Linked DNA regions of Drosophila melanogaster: regions 2 and 3 are each linked to region 1. A link is a contact called in public HiChIP or PLAC-seq data. All regions are on one chromosome and are shown on one strand. The core of a region is the stretch at or near the end of the contact, and the rest is flanking DNA. Distances in the headings are between cores, read along the strand shown.

Region 1 (4,387 bases), core at 12-2,511:
TATCCGTTGGGGAGTTTCTCCGAAATCGAAATAAGAAATCGTTCCCCACGACGCAAGTGATCGAAGCCATTCGCCGAATTTAAGCCGACGACTCACTGGTGATAAACCAGAATCGGTGGATCCAATGTACATATGGATACATATGTATGTATGTGTGCATTAGGCGGGGATTGCTCGAACGCGCTGGTGACGTCGCAGGAATTCAAGGCATTTGCATCCCGCTGTGGATTCCACACTTTTTCGGCGCAACATTGTTGGAAAGTTTCTGGCGAAAAAAATCGAAAAAAATAAACGTCTGAAGGTTGGGCCACTAACTATTCACATGTGGCATCCATTTGTCAGGTGCTTATAAGGCGGCATATAATGCCAAACGATCGCAGCGTGACAGCCACCATTAATTGAGACTTGCTGTTGATAAGGCGGCGGCTCTCTTAAAAACCTCGCTAGATTTAAGAGATCGCCAGCTGAAGCCCAGCCTCCCAACGGCCGCTCTTTTTGGGATAATCCAGTTTAAACGCATCGCACAGTGGGATTTGCAATCCGGCTTAAGTGGGTTGACACCAATGTTAAAAAAAAAAAAACCAAACAATTTCAAATTGATTCAAACGAAACTGGAATTGAGTCAATTGTTTTGCTAAATTTATAAACCAATGCCAATAATCGCAGACCAATTGACTAATCTTATCTGTTCGGTTCCATTTTAAATCATACGATTGATTGTCTGAATATATGGCTTAATTTGTATACGATAGTTAATACATTTTACATATTATATTTAGATTACTATATAGATTGGAGTGACACAGATCTATGGATCATCGATCTGTTCAATTGTCTGATTTTCATTTCCAAGCGTTGGAAATATACATCCTAGTACAGATTTTATCTTATTGGTAGTATTACATATATTGGTAGCTTTACATATAATTACACAGTCGATCGATATATATATATAACGATATAACAATAAAGCCATCTATCAATCCAAGTGTTTGGCTTTTACGGTTATAAAGGCAAATGCACTTTGCGGATAAGAAAGCACGCGATCATGCTGATCTGGACTACTGGGCAACCCACTGGGCACCGCCATTAGTCCCACTGTTGCATCAGCTCCGCCGATTCGATCGGAGTGCAAAATGTAGATCCCGAAGAGAGCGGAGCGTTCGCCGCGTCCGAAGAGAGCGGAAGCAGAGCGGGCAGCGCCGTTGGCGCAAGAACTGGCGTTGTCGGCGGTATATATAAAAGCTAATGGCAGCGGCGACTTCCCATTCAAAATCGCACACCTCAACGCGCCGCGTGTCGCACTTGGTCCCCCCGGAATCCAAAAAAAAAAAAAATAACCACCCCAAATATTAACCCAACCCCACGTTAGAATCGCAGTCAAAACCCACAAACCGATCCGAAAGCGCGGTGTAGAAAAATCCCAAAATCCAATATTTAAAATATACAAACGGAAAGTTAAGTAACCCCCATTAAATTTTTTTGCTGTGCGAAGCGAGACAAAGAAGAGTGCCAAAAAGAATACAGAGCATCTAAAAAGGATTATCAATTCAAAGAGGAGCCACAGAAACCAATGCAAAGATGTGCCACAATTCAGGGATCGTGGAGAAAAACAACGAGCAGCAGATCGAGCGCTACATGGCCTGTGGGATGCCATCGAAGGCGGTGAAGAGTGTCAAGTACACGCTGAAGAAGCGCGAGAAGAAGGAGCAGCAGCGGAGAGATCTGGAAAAGGATCTGCACAGGGAACAGCAGTTCCTTGAGGAACTCGAGCTAAGCAGTAGCGCCAGCGACTCCTCCTCCTCCTCCTCGTCCTCCTCGGTCACCGGCAGCGATAGCGAGGATAGCGGCGTTACCGAAACCGTTTTGAAATCGTCGCCGTCGGCGGATATGACAACCAGTCCAAAGGTCATCTCACCGGCCCCCACACCCAGAAGCGACCTCTTACGATTCTGCCCGCGATTTCGCAAGCTGCAGCAGGAGCAGCAGCAGCAGATGCTCAAGGAGATGGAGTTGCAGGAGGAGGAGCCCTTGGCCACCAGCACGCCCGCCGCCGCCCTGAAGGCTCAACAGCAGCGCAAGCTGAGCTCCATGGAGCCGTCAATGGACGACGCCCTGGCCATCGGCACCCAGATGACTAGGCAGGTGTCCGAGCGAATCACCTGCCTGGTGGCCAAGCTGCAGGCCAGTCGCCTGTACACGTAAGTCTCCCACCATTATTCCCCGCTAAAACACATCATCCATCATCTTTCAACTGGACTCCTAAGTTGTCTCATTTCAATAATTACCTGCTACAAATTTAGGAGATAGAGTTCCGTTGAAACTTTCTAATATATTCGCATACTGCCACTTAAGTCACTTTAAAATATTTAACATTTGGATAGTGCCGCTTAAAATAAAATATCTGCTAGTTTTTCTACAATTCAGGTTTTTGACTCTTAGTGCAGTTTCTATTATTCCATTAGTTCTGTTAACAACTCTGTTGCGAATCCAATTAACTTATTGGTAGTTTTACTCCGTTGACGGCGAATATTTTGTATTTGTATGATCACAAAGTGCAAATACTTCTAAAAATAGCCAATGAAGTTAATATTTACGGGAGAATATTGAGTTACCCGAAGTAAAATTGATCTGTATGTATCATAAAGATTATTTTGTAGCGATCATTGGTCGGCATATAGCACGCCCCCTGTTACTAAATATGTACCAATAAATTCATCAGCTGACGAAGGAAGGAAATCCTAAATGCTAGCGCCACTATCAGCTCTTATCAGTTCATTGTCACGGCTGCGGATCATGCTGATCACGCCCCTATATTGATATTTATAAATGCAAATATAAGCGTAGAATTTTTCCACCGTCTGCTGTTGTCTGGGGCGTACAACCGTTATGCAAACAGCAGACACAAGAAACGTCTGTCGTTGGTCTATTAACACACTAAAGTGGCTTCTTAACATAAGCATTAAAGACTATTAGACTAAGTTTAACAATATATGTATGTATGTATTTAACTAAAATGTCACAGCTACTAAACACTAAACTGATTTGCAGCACTCTCAAACTTTCTGAACAGCTTTGGCCAGAAAGCGAAATACAACGAAGACCATTAAACAGATTGTTAGCACCCCATTGATAATGCCTGGCAGCAGACGCCAAACTCGTGACCTGCACGATATCGATCGCCACAGTGGAACCCCAAGAAATGGAATAATTTATTAACAATTGCATAGCCAAACAGAAGAACCCCTCCTTTCCTAACCTTAGTTAACGTAAGCCCCAATTTCTGTTGGTGATTCACGGGAATTTGGGCCTCTAGGCCGCATTACTAACGACAAGTGCGTGAGTCTAAAAATACGATCAAGTGATATTCGCCTTGACCGTAATGCTGACTCAATGTCAAGCGATATGTTAAACCTCGGGTGGCGCGGGGGTGTGTCTAGAAACGGTCGTTATCTTGCGGTCAGTGGGGCGCTATGACGACAATTGGCATGTCAATAGAGTTCCCTAAAACCCCCTGAATCACCCGCTCTTGTTGGCTCGCTCTCTCGCCCAATCCGCAACCAACCACCTGCTGGAGTGCAAAGTGCGATCCGGGTCCTACGTCATCGGGAAGAGCTTTCGCGTGCATACAGTCCGGGGAAAAACTGTAGCATGCAAGGAAGGACGATTGATTTAAAAGTGATGTCGCGGCAAGACCGTTCGTTACCAGTCGATTGAGTTATTTAGTTGCAAGTTTGAAAAAATTTATTAAATCAATATTTGCATTTATGGCTGGCCTAATATGTTGACTGCAACTGTAGTATGGACTTGCTGTCTTTTCTTCACCCCTGTCCATAAATCAGCTGCGTTCGCCGCGTTTTATCGTTTTATCAGCTGGTCGCCAGCTGATTCCACTGAATTCGCCCCAAGTGCAAGTACAAAGCTGCATTATCCACGCTTTTTTGCTATGAATACCGCATAGAGATTGCCAATTTCTGGCTTTTAGTTATGGTCCCCTCGAGAGCAACAGAGAGAGAGGGTAATAGTGGGGGGGGGGGGGGGCGGCGAAAATATACAATATTCGGTTGCATGCGTTTGCGCACGTACGCCACTTGGGCTCTATTCGCCGCGCGACAAAAACAAAAACGAACGGCGAAAAAAGTGTGCAAAAAAGACATAAAAACGTAACAGACGGATATGCAAAATGCCAGACTAGGAAGGGTTGGTGGGGAGACGGAGACGCAACAAATGCGTAGACACGAACAGAAAGGGATAGCCATAACGTGGGGGAAAAGGAGACGGTGAATTCGCACGATCGCAATCGGTGCAAAAGTTCGCCGCAAATCAAATCTAATCGGACATGAGGGCCACGTGGGTACCCCCATAACCCATTTTCCCGCGGAGTTTA
Region 2 (4,838 bases), core at 1,603-4,102, 210 kb before region 1:
ATCTTATGGGAGAGGGACTTACATGAAATTTGTTGTCATTGACGCAGGTTGCAAAATGAAACGACTATGCTGTCCCTGTCCTGTCTTGGCTAATATATCCGGCCTGGTTTCATCCCCCCGTTGTCGACGGCAAGCCCACTCACTTTGATTTCTTGGCAACGCTTTTTTACACACTCGCACACTCAACAAAAATATAGGCACATTTCAGATGTAAAAAGGGTTATGACAAACGGAATTAGGTCCCAAAACCAAAAAAAATTGTATTTCAAATTAAAAGTATGTATTTATATTATACAATATTGTATTAAAACAAGAGAGAATGCTATAGTCGAGTTCCCCGATATCAGATACTCATTTGTTACTCGTTACTCATCATTTTTCTGGGATATCGATAGATATTGGGGAATAAAATGAGAACACATTTAAAAATTGTTCTAAAGTGTGGGCGTGACCGGTTCGGCGGATTTAGGGCGTTAGAGTGGGGGTGGCAAAAAGTTCTTTGGCAAATCGATAGAAATTTACAAGACTAATATAAATGTAAAAAAATTTCAAAACATTTTCAAAATTGTGGGCGTGACGGTTTTGAGGACGGACATGGATCGACTCGGCTATTGATAATATTAATTATTTAAATTCGTAACTCATTATCATTAAGATTATGTTTTTTTTAATATTTCTACATATTCGCCTATTTAATATAGCAATGGTCAAATCAGGAAATTAAAAAAATTTATGTTTTCAAATTATAAAATCATATAACGTTCAGGGTTGCTTGCAGATTTTATGTTCGGTGTACATTTTTTTTTTCTTTTTGATTTTTTAGGACTCGACGAGCTTTGGCAAATATTTTGGTCATAGCCGAGATTTGCGTGCCTTGCCAATGGGTTTTGTTTGTTCTGCTGTGTCCAGTCATCCGCCCTCCCTGCGCACCCTTCGTCATCCCTCTCGCTCACACTGGAGGGTCTCTCCTCTCGCTCACTCGCCAGCCGAATGTGGGTAATTCGGTCATGAATATGCGAACAATTTCAGCCATTGTCCGAGGAGCATTTTTTGGGTGCGCATATTTGTCGCAAATGGACTACATTACAACATTACAGTTATCTTTGGATATGTGCTAGTGTGTGTGCATGGCACATAATATCTCATAGAGGACATTAAGGGCCCAAAAGTCTAAATAAGAAAAGCCAGAAAAAATCCCATAAAATATGCGTCATTTGGGGTGGAATTTGAAAGGAAAAGATCGGAAATACCTAAACAAATTTAAAAAAGTTTGAAAAAGCCATTTATGCATTAGCATTATTTAATAAACAAGTACATGATTAATTGTTTTTATTAAAATGATAATCATTTATATTAATTATTTCTGTTCAAAACGCACATGTGTTGGAAATTCAGTTTCGCCTTAAATAATTTCCTATAAACTGCACCGCATGACCTTAAATTTTAGGAACAATTGAAGTCCACCCTGGGGCACTTTTATAAATGTTTTGTGTGCATAAACAAACAAACAAAGGCCGCATAACATTAAAATGTAACACAAAAAGCCACAACAACAGCAATAACCACGGCTCATGTTTTGTGTTGTGTGATTAAAATTAAAATAAGCGGCGACATGTTGAACTTGAAAAATTCGTTCTGCCTTGCTTATGACAACAACAACAACTGAAAATACATATATATGTACATACATACATATGTATGTACATAAATGTTACAATAGGAAGAGAAGCGAAATCTGACCGAATCTTAAAGTTCCTTACCAAAAAAGTATTGTTTATTGTGCTGAATAGCCTGGATCGGTATTTATTGTACACAATGTATGCATGTATGTACATACATTTGTATGTACATATATTTAACGTGCCAGCAAACCAAAAGTTAAAAGCTTCTGAAAAAATAAGGGAAACCATATTTATGAATCCCTCATATAGGGTATAAAAAAGATACCGTCAGCAGAGTGATCAAGGGTGGGAGTGAGAGACATCATGAGCGGGAGGGAACCCTAATAGCTTTACTAATGACCGAATAACTCATTTGGATTAGAAAAATCTCTGTCCCATAAACGATTCCCAATTAAAATCATAGCGCTGCCAACTTTCTTTTAACTGGCGTTTCTGCTTTTTCTTCTTTGCCTTCTTTTTCTTTTTACTCCGGTGTGAGTAAGTGCCGTTAGTGGTAAATATGCAGGGTATGCAGGAAGTGATGTGATTCTGAACTTTGATACCAATTAATTTATTTGTTTGGCTTTCAGAATGAATCTATTGAAAATCTAAAGATGGGATAAGTTATAATCTGTTACAACCGCAATATGGTAAGCGAATATTGATTCTGCTACATCAGTTAGGTATGTAAGTTTACTTATTGAAGGAAGTGTAAATTTCAAATCACTGCTGTGTCGTGTGTTTTGGTCAATGCTTATGAAATGTGTATTTTTGAAGTTCTATGTTCCTGTCATACATATGTACATATGTATTTATTTCTTCTGAAATAAACACTACAGTTATTAGGCTGATCGCTATAGTTCTAAATTCATTCTATCAGAGCTATCTGAAGTTACACGGTATTCGAAAGCGTTGCACTTGCCACCAACAAAACAAAAACGCACACACTCGCGCACGTGCGAGCGCGACAAAAAATCAAAACAACAAAATCCACGCTGGTAACATCTGCTTTGGCTTGGCATTGAAATCGCGTTGGTGCAACGGCGAGGGCAGGGTATGGTAGGAGGAAGGCTGAACGGGAGCAAGGGAAAGAGCGAGATGATGCGATGCGGGCACGAAGGCCAAATTGCCGAAGATGCCCGAGTCCCCATGAGCCGTTGAACGTGGAGCCGAACCGGTTTTTGGCGCTACACTGGCGCTGCGTTGGCGCTCAGTGCAAAACGAAGCACTGAAGGTGTCAGTTGGGCTCCCGACGGTTTAATTTTTAGCTCCCACAACGAACGCAGTTCTCAGCGATTTTGACGCAAATTATAAACGTACGTAAGCCGGTGATTTCACGAAACGCGTTTCGAATCAAAAGAAAACAAAAAAAGAAAAACTAACGAAAAAAAAAACTGAAAATAAACCCAAAATACAATTAAAGTGCTAATGATTTGGGATTTTTTCTCACAACTGAAATTTTTTTTTATTGTGTTGTTCTTTTTTTCGTTTTTGTGCCATTAAATCATTTTTTCTGCGAAAAAGTGCTAAAAACAAAGTGAATCCAATCTGTGCCGCCAACGTTGTTGCCATTGTTGTTGTGCTCAATTAAAACATATTTGCATATATAGTTTTTTTCGAGTGTGTGAGATCGTGATCGTGATCGTCATCTCTGCTTTGCCTTTTCTAATTCGTTTCTCTCTCTTGCTAATTAGCAATTCGAATGTTGTTTTTTTTAGCTGATTTTATTGATGGATATCAATTAAAAAAAAAAAAAATTTTGCTAAGCGCTTAAGAATTTCGGAAACGCTTTCAACTCACAGGCTCAGTGTTTAAATTGCCGAATTATGCCATTGAACTTGTTAGGAGAAAAGTTTTTAAATTTTCTTTTTGAAAAATCTAAAATGGTCAAACATATTTTCTTAACGTTCCAAACGCAAAACGTTAGTTAAAGAGGTTTAAAAGACTTGAACGCATTAATGCGAAGACGTCTTCAGTGTATTAATTATACTGGAAAAATCATTTGAATTATTTGTCACTTAATTCTAAACCTAAACTCTGTAATGCAAGAGCCATGCTTTAAATGGGGACATACTAATTGCGATGATCAGTGTTGAGTGTTCCACTTTGTCTAGCAATTTCCTCGGAGGTTCTTCGTGTTTCTTTTGTAGGCCGGGTCGTGTAACGTCATCTAATATACATGGCTAATAATCCCTTTCCCAACGCCTCCGAAAGGGAAGGGGTGATGCCGCCTGAAACCACCCACATATCGCGTCTTGTTCGGCGAACTATAAACATTAAATAACAATAATAAACAGCAACAAGAGCCGGGCAGAAAGTTGAAGCAGTTTGTCTAAGTGGCTTGGGGCTTTGTCAAAGCATATAAAATATAATACAATAGAAAGTAAATGGAAGCCGCAACAACAAAGTAACAAAAACAACAGCAACAACAACGGCGACAACAATGGCAACGAGTACATCGCAGTTGTTGGCTCCAAAACACGCAACAGTCCGTCAGAATAAAGTCAGCCATGCCCACCGTCGTCGTTTTAGACCCCTTTGCATTCCCCGGAATATATGTACATATAGTATGTAGACCCCGCTCCTTCTCCTGCATATACATATGTATGTGTATATTCCCCCCCAGTAATATCGCGTGTTCCGGGGGCCCAGCATGAAGGACCCTCGCCGGGGATCGGGGAACAGCAAAGGGGCTTCAAACAGCGAGGTCTCCAAAGGCTCCCAGTCTCCACTTTACACGGCGGGAAATTCATTAGAGTTCGAGACGTTGCGCGCAGATCGGTTCCTATCCTAAGTGTGAACATTTAATCGGAAATAAGTGCAAATCTTAAATATACTCAGGATGGCAGCCGTTAAGTGCTAATCATGGAGCCAACTCAAAAAATTCAAGTGAAAAATGATTGCTAAGAGCTCGCTGATATTGTCTGCCTTCAAGGCGCGAGTTGCCTTATTTCTCTCAGTGTATACTCAAGTGCTCTCACTTATAAGCCTATACCACACAGAGTCCAATTTTTTCTATAACAAAATTTTCTATATTTTTTTCTACATATATTTTTGTGTTTTATTCTTTATGTTACTATTTTCGCCACTGCCACCGCTGTGCAACGCTCCTCTTCCCGTTCCCGTTCTGGATCCCATACTCGGGCCCGTGCTCCAACTCGCAACCGGAGAGTAGGT
Region 3 (4,249 bases), core at 1,689-4,188, 240 kb before region 1:
AATTTCTTGTTCACACAAGCAGCTGAGAAACAGGAACATATCGAATCTAGTCGGGAAATTTGGTTAAAGCATTCTCTCTTGTTTTTACATCGTTTTCGTAAATTAAATATGTTTCACTTTTGGTTTTCTCCAGTTGACACATTTTTCAAGTGGGCTGCTCCGGGTATCTTACCCCCTATTTTGTACATGGTATTGTCTGCTCTAATTTTCTTAATGCTTATTTTCTGGATTGAGTTGCATCGCAGGGAGAAGAAGTTCCATACCTCCAGAGAGTGAGTTTGTAATATATTGATATGCCTCGTCCTATAAGAGAATTCAACACTCCGGCAGTCTTCGTAAAATGAGAACCGCCACATATCCATTCGACGATGGCGATGTGGCGGATGTGAAGCAAAAGATCGCTGAAGCGGATAACACCAAGGCCAAGCAGTCCGTCTTCCTGGTGGATCAGGTGGAAGCCAGGGTCCCAGCTGCGGGCAAAAGGATACACACCGTCTCCTTTGCCCTGAACAAGTGAGTCTTGTTTTGCTTTTACAATATTATTAATATCCATCTAGACAAATATTAAACTGTTTGAAGAAAAACGATTTGATATGAAAGCGCGTAAAACCTGTATTTAGCTATTGTAAAAAGAACAGTGTTGTTTTCTTCCCCCAAGTTCAAACTTTTGACTTATGCCTTTTAAACTTATGTTACCATGTTTTGTTGTTGTTTTAGATACATGAGCATGGGTATCTTCGGGCCCCGCAACTCTGGAAAAAGTCACTTGATGAGGCAGCTGGTGGGCCAGCGTGGATTCGCCTTTGGCGAGATCTACGTGCGGGGCCTGGACTTCAAGTACGATCTGGAAAGCATCCACACCTACATGGGCTACTCTCCGCAGCATCGAGGACTCCTCAATGAGCTGACACCGCGGGAGCACATCCGTCTGTTGTGCATGATCCGTGGTGTTCCCGAGGCTAAGATCGGCGAGAAGATGCATGACCTGTGCCTCATGCTCAACATGACCGGGTGGATGCACCGAAAGTGCAGTTTGCTGACGGCAGAGAAGCGGCACAAGTTAAAAATTGCCCTGGCACTGGTGGCCTACAACAAGATCCTCGTTCTGGACGAGCCCACGTGCGGCATGCCGGCAACTACCAGGCGGGAAATCTGGAACATCCTTCGGTATATCCGATACTGCGGCAAAACAATCATTTTTGCCACCAACGATGAGCTGGAGTGCAAAATCCTTGCCGACTTTATTATCCTGTTCCAGGACAGCGAGATGCTGGCCATCGGCAGCCTGCAGTATCTACGATACAAGTACAGCCATGGATTCTATCTAGAGGTTCGGCTCATCCGCGATGGAGCCACCCTCGCCGAATCGGAGGAGAAGTGGGTTTTACATAGCTTTGTCCCCTGGTTCATGGATAATAATAATAATATAATGCATTTTTTTCTCCATCAGTTTGCGTAAGGATGTGGAAAATTTGGCCAAGTTCGTCAACTTCCTGCACAATAGATCAGAGCTAGTGTAAGTTTCCTATATGAATTTTCCTATATCATTAAAGCATAGGCTCCACATTTATTCGACCGATACTTAAATAACTATTGAGTTGATTTAAATTCGCTTTTAAAAAAGATTTCATAATAATTTACTTTTAATGTTGTCGTGTATGTTTCAGAGGTCGACTTAACAATTGGTTCAAATTCTACGTGCCAGTGGGCCACATCGTTTACTCATTCCTGTATGGCGCAATGGAGAAGAACAAATTGCGTCTCAACGTGAGCGACTACTGCATTTACCAGGCGGACATGATGAGTGTGGTGGCCCAGGTGCAGGAGACCCGGGCCCAGTTGAAGCACCACCTCGTCCAGACGGAGGGTCCGCTTCCCCTGGACACGACGTCCCCCAAAAAGGGCAGAGCAAAAAAGTAGTTCCGAGCACTTATTGGGGAAGGCGTTTATTATACCATTATATACCATTATACGTTTCTAAACAGTGTTCAAATGTAAAATTGATTAATTTTCCAGCAGTTATTTAAAAATGTTTTAAATGGGAGAACAATTTAAAATAACTAAAAATTAACCAAATCAGCTGACTCATGCGGAGGTCAATGTCTGGCCTCAGTTGTCCAGACGCAGGGCCTTGGAAATGTGGGCTTACCCGCTTTCAAGAAATGAGAACTTTGCTGGTTCCACACGTGTGGCTTTGCATAAATAATAATAATCCCTGGGGAAGTTCATAGGTTCTGGGAAGCTCTGCACGTGCCCGCATTCATTTTTCATTTGCGTGCTCGTTTCTTTGACACATTTCCGACTAGCAATTGATAATTAATTGATGAACAGACAGTTTAGCTGCAGGACCAACATTGAGATTAAAAACTACATTATTAGAGTACTTAGTGCGAGCTTTTGAGTTTAGAGTTTTTGGCAAGGATACTATTTAAAAATAAATACTACGCTTTACGTAGATTTGAAACTACTTTCAAAATAGATTTTGAACTTTGTCCATTAGCGCGCGCGTCCGTTATCGATAGACCAATAATCGATGCTTATATTTTTGGCGTTAGAATATTTCTAGCTCTTACTTTCAATGCCAGCTGACGTAACAGTTGTTATTCGTTCTCTTTGTTACCGCTAGTGCTGCCCAGATTTTTGCTTCAAAAAAGCTGCTTTAAAGGCTGCACAAACTCAGAATGAATAAAAAATTGCTATTATTTGCGTGATGCTTCTTCTTTGAAACCCAATAATAATGAATTTCGTCTATTCTAGAAAGATTTTGTTAGTCCGTTTAAAAAATGTTGAGCGTTACTTATCATAGAACTAAATCTACCGCAAAGTAGACCAAAGCTAGAATCTAACTGCTCAGCTCAGCTCTGTGCTCTGCTCTCTCCGCTCTCATTGTTGTTATTAGCTGCCTAACAGTTCGTTTCGTTTCATTTTGTTTGGCATCTCCGGCGGCGTTAGAAGTACTATTAGCTTATCATTATTTTCTTGTGTGTTTCAGTGTGTGTTAACAACAGCTGTTAAGCCCCTAAAAACAAATCAGGCAAATTATTGATATGAAAAATATTAAATAGAAGTGCGGACGGCGTTTTACTAATCGATTATTATGAACTTTTGGTCAGCTCAATGACGCAGCAAGAGATAAAAACTAATAAAAGCTAAATATTCGTACAGCGCACATATGTATATATTGTTTATGTTTCGCGGTGTTAGTGCGGAATAATCATTAGACAGCCGCACAGTGGGCGAAATCCGAATTATTGCCGCAAATTCGCCGGTTCGTAGTTGTTGCTGGATATCTTTGCCAAAACGCAAGCACACACTTGCACGGTTTGTCTGTATAACGGTGCATACACACATTTTCCCGGGCGTGAATTGTTGCATGCGCATCCCCAAGTGATGCAGTCATATTTACAGTTAGACGGCACCGCCGTTGAACTTTGACCGTTGGGGAATGGGCTGCTAAATGTGATCGCAAGAGTTTGAATTTAATAACACCCTTAACGAAGAAACCTACGTATGCATTATATTTTAAGGAAACAACTAAATTTCTTGAAGTTTTATGTTTATCTTTTCATAACTCTGTGCATATGTAAATAAATATATATATTAATTTAAGTATTCATAAAAGTGAAGTGAAAACTCATATTATAATTTCTTTTTTGTTAATATATATGCATATGTATGTAAATTTTTGCAAAATTAATTCAAAAATATTTGAAATCAACCGAAGAGGTTCAAGAGTGTTTGCTTTAAATTAGTTAAAAGAATCCTGGTTCAGGGCCTAATTTGATGAACCGAAGCTGTGCAACCCTGTTTATGTAAAACATTTTGTTTTTGTTATCCTTCTAATATATTCCAATTTCAGTGACAGTGCAAATACGAGTGCAAAAAGGGCAAAGCGTCAGCATAAATAATTAATCGCAATTGCAGCAATTTGATTGGCAATTGATTATGCAGTAATTTTCAATGTCGATGTAATTTTTATCACTAAGTGGGCTCTCACTTAATCGCAAGAACAACAAACAGTACAAAACAAACAGAGTTGCAATTGCAATTATTGCCTTCAAAACGTTCACGGGGTAAGTGCAAGAGTAATTGAACATTATCTAATTTTCCATGGCTAGTTCCATGTTATTAAAATGTGATTCACGATCATTGGGGATATACATATTCTCATTTTCGATTGAAAATTTTCTTTTCAAATCAAAAACAAGGGCATTCCTCATTGTTATCTTAAGAGAGCTTTGTATGACAG

The links. HiChIP or PLAC-seq counts read pairs in DNA pulled down with a chosen protein or histone mark.
Region 2: a contact with region 1 is called in a Psq HiChIP or PLAC-seq map of the Kc167 cell line, with 4 times the contacts expected there. The contact joins the promoter of Mnr here to the promoter of CG32512 in region 1. A contact is called at or near these places in 1 of 1 datasets of contacts at CTCF or cohesin (the Kc167 cell line), 10 of 107 Hi-C or Micro-C datasets (the Kc167 cell line, the S2 cell line, embryo and 5 more) and 2 of 6 datasets of contacts at active chromatin or transcription factors (both in the Kc167 cell line).
Region 3: a contact with region 1 is called in an H3K27ac HiChIP or PLAC-seq map of the Kc167 cell line, with 4 times the contacts expected there. The contact joins the promoter of Abca3 here to the promoter of CG32512 in region 1. A contact is called at or near these places in 11 of 107 Hi-C or Micro-C datasets (the Kc167 cell line, the ML-DmBG3-c2 cell line, the S2 cell line and 5 more) and 1 of 6 datasets of contacts at active chromatin or transcription factors (the Kc167 cell line).

Annotation. Positions count from the first base shown.
Region 1 is chrX:21,064,414-21,068,800 of dm6, reverse strand. It overlaps CG32512, which reads left to right and starts at 1,261. Exons shown (of 3, transcript NM_001298580.1): 1 at 1,261-2,201. The coding sequence starts at 1,582. All of the region lies in intron 2 of bves (bves,), which reads right to left.
Region 2 is chrX:21,279,185-21,284,022 of dm6, reverse strand. It overlaps Mnr (Membrane-bound Notch regulator), which reads left to right and starts at 2,852. Exons shown (of 6, transcript NM_167735.2): 1 at 2,852-2,977; 2 at 4,837-4,838.
Region 3 is chrX:21,305,354-21,309,602 of dm6, reverse strand. It overlaps Abca3 (ATP binding cassette subfamily A member 3), which reads left to right and starts at 2,938. Exons shown (of 13, transcript NM_134601.3): 1 at 2,938-3,268; 2 at 3,860-4,073. It overlaps CG1801, which reads left to right. Exons shown (of 14, transcript NM_167739.3): 10 at 134-272; 11 at 331-513; 12 at 718-1,377; 13 at 1,451-1,516; 14 at 1,668-2,017. The coding sequence ends at 1,920.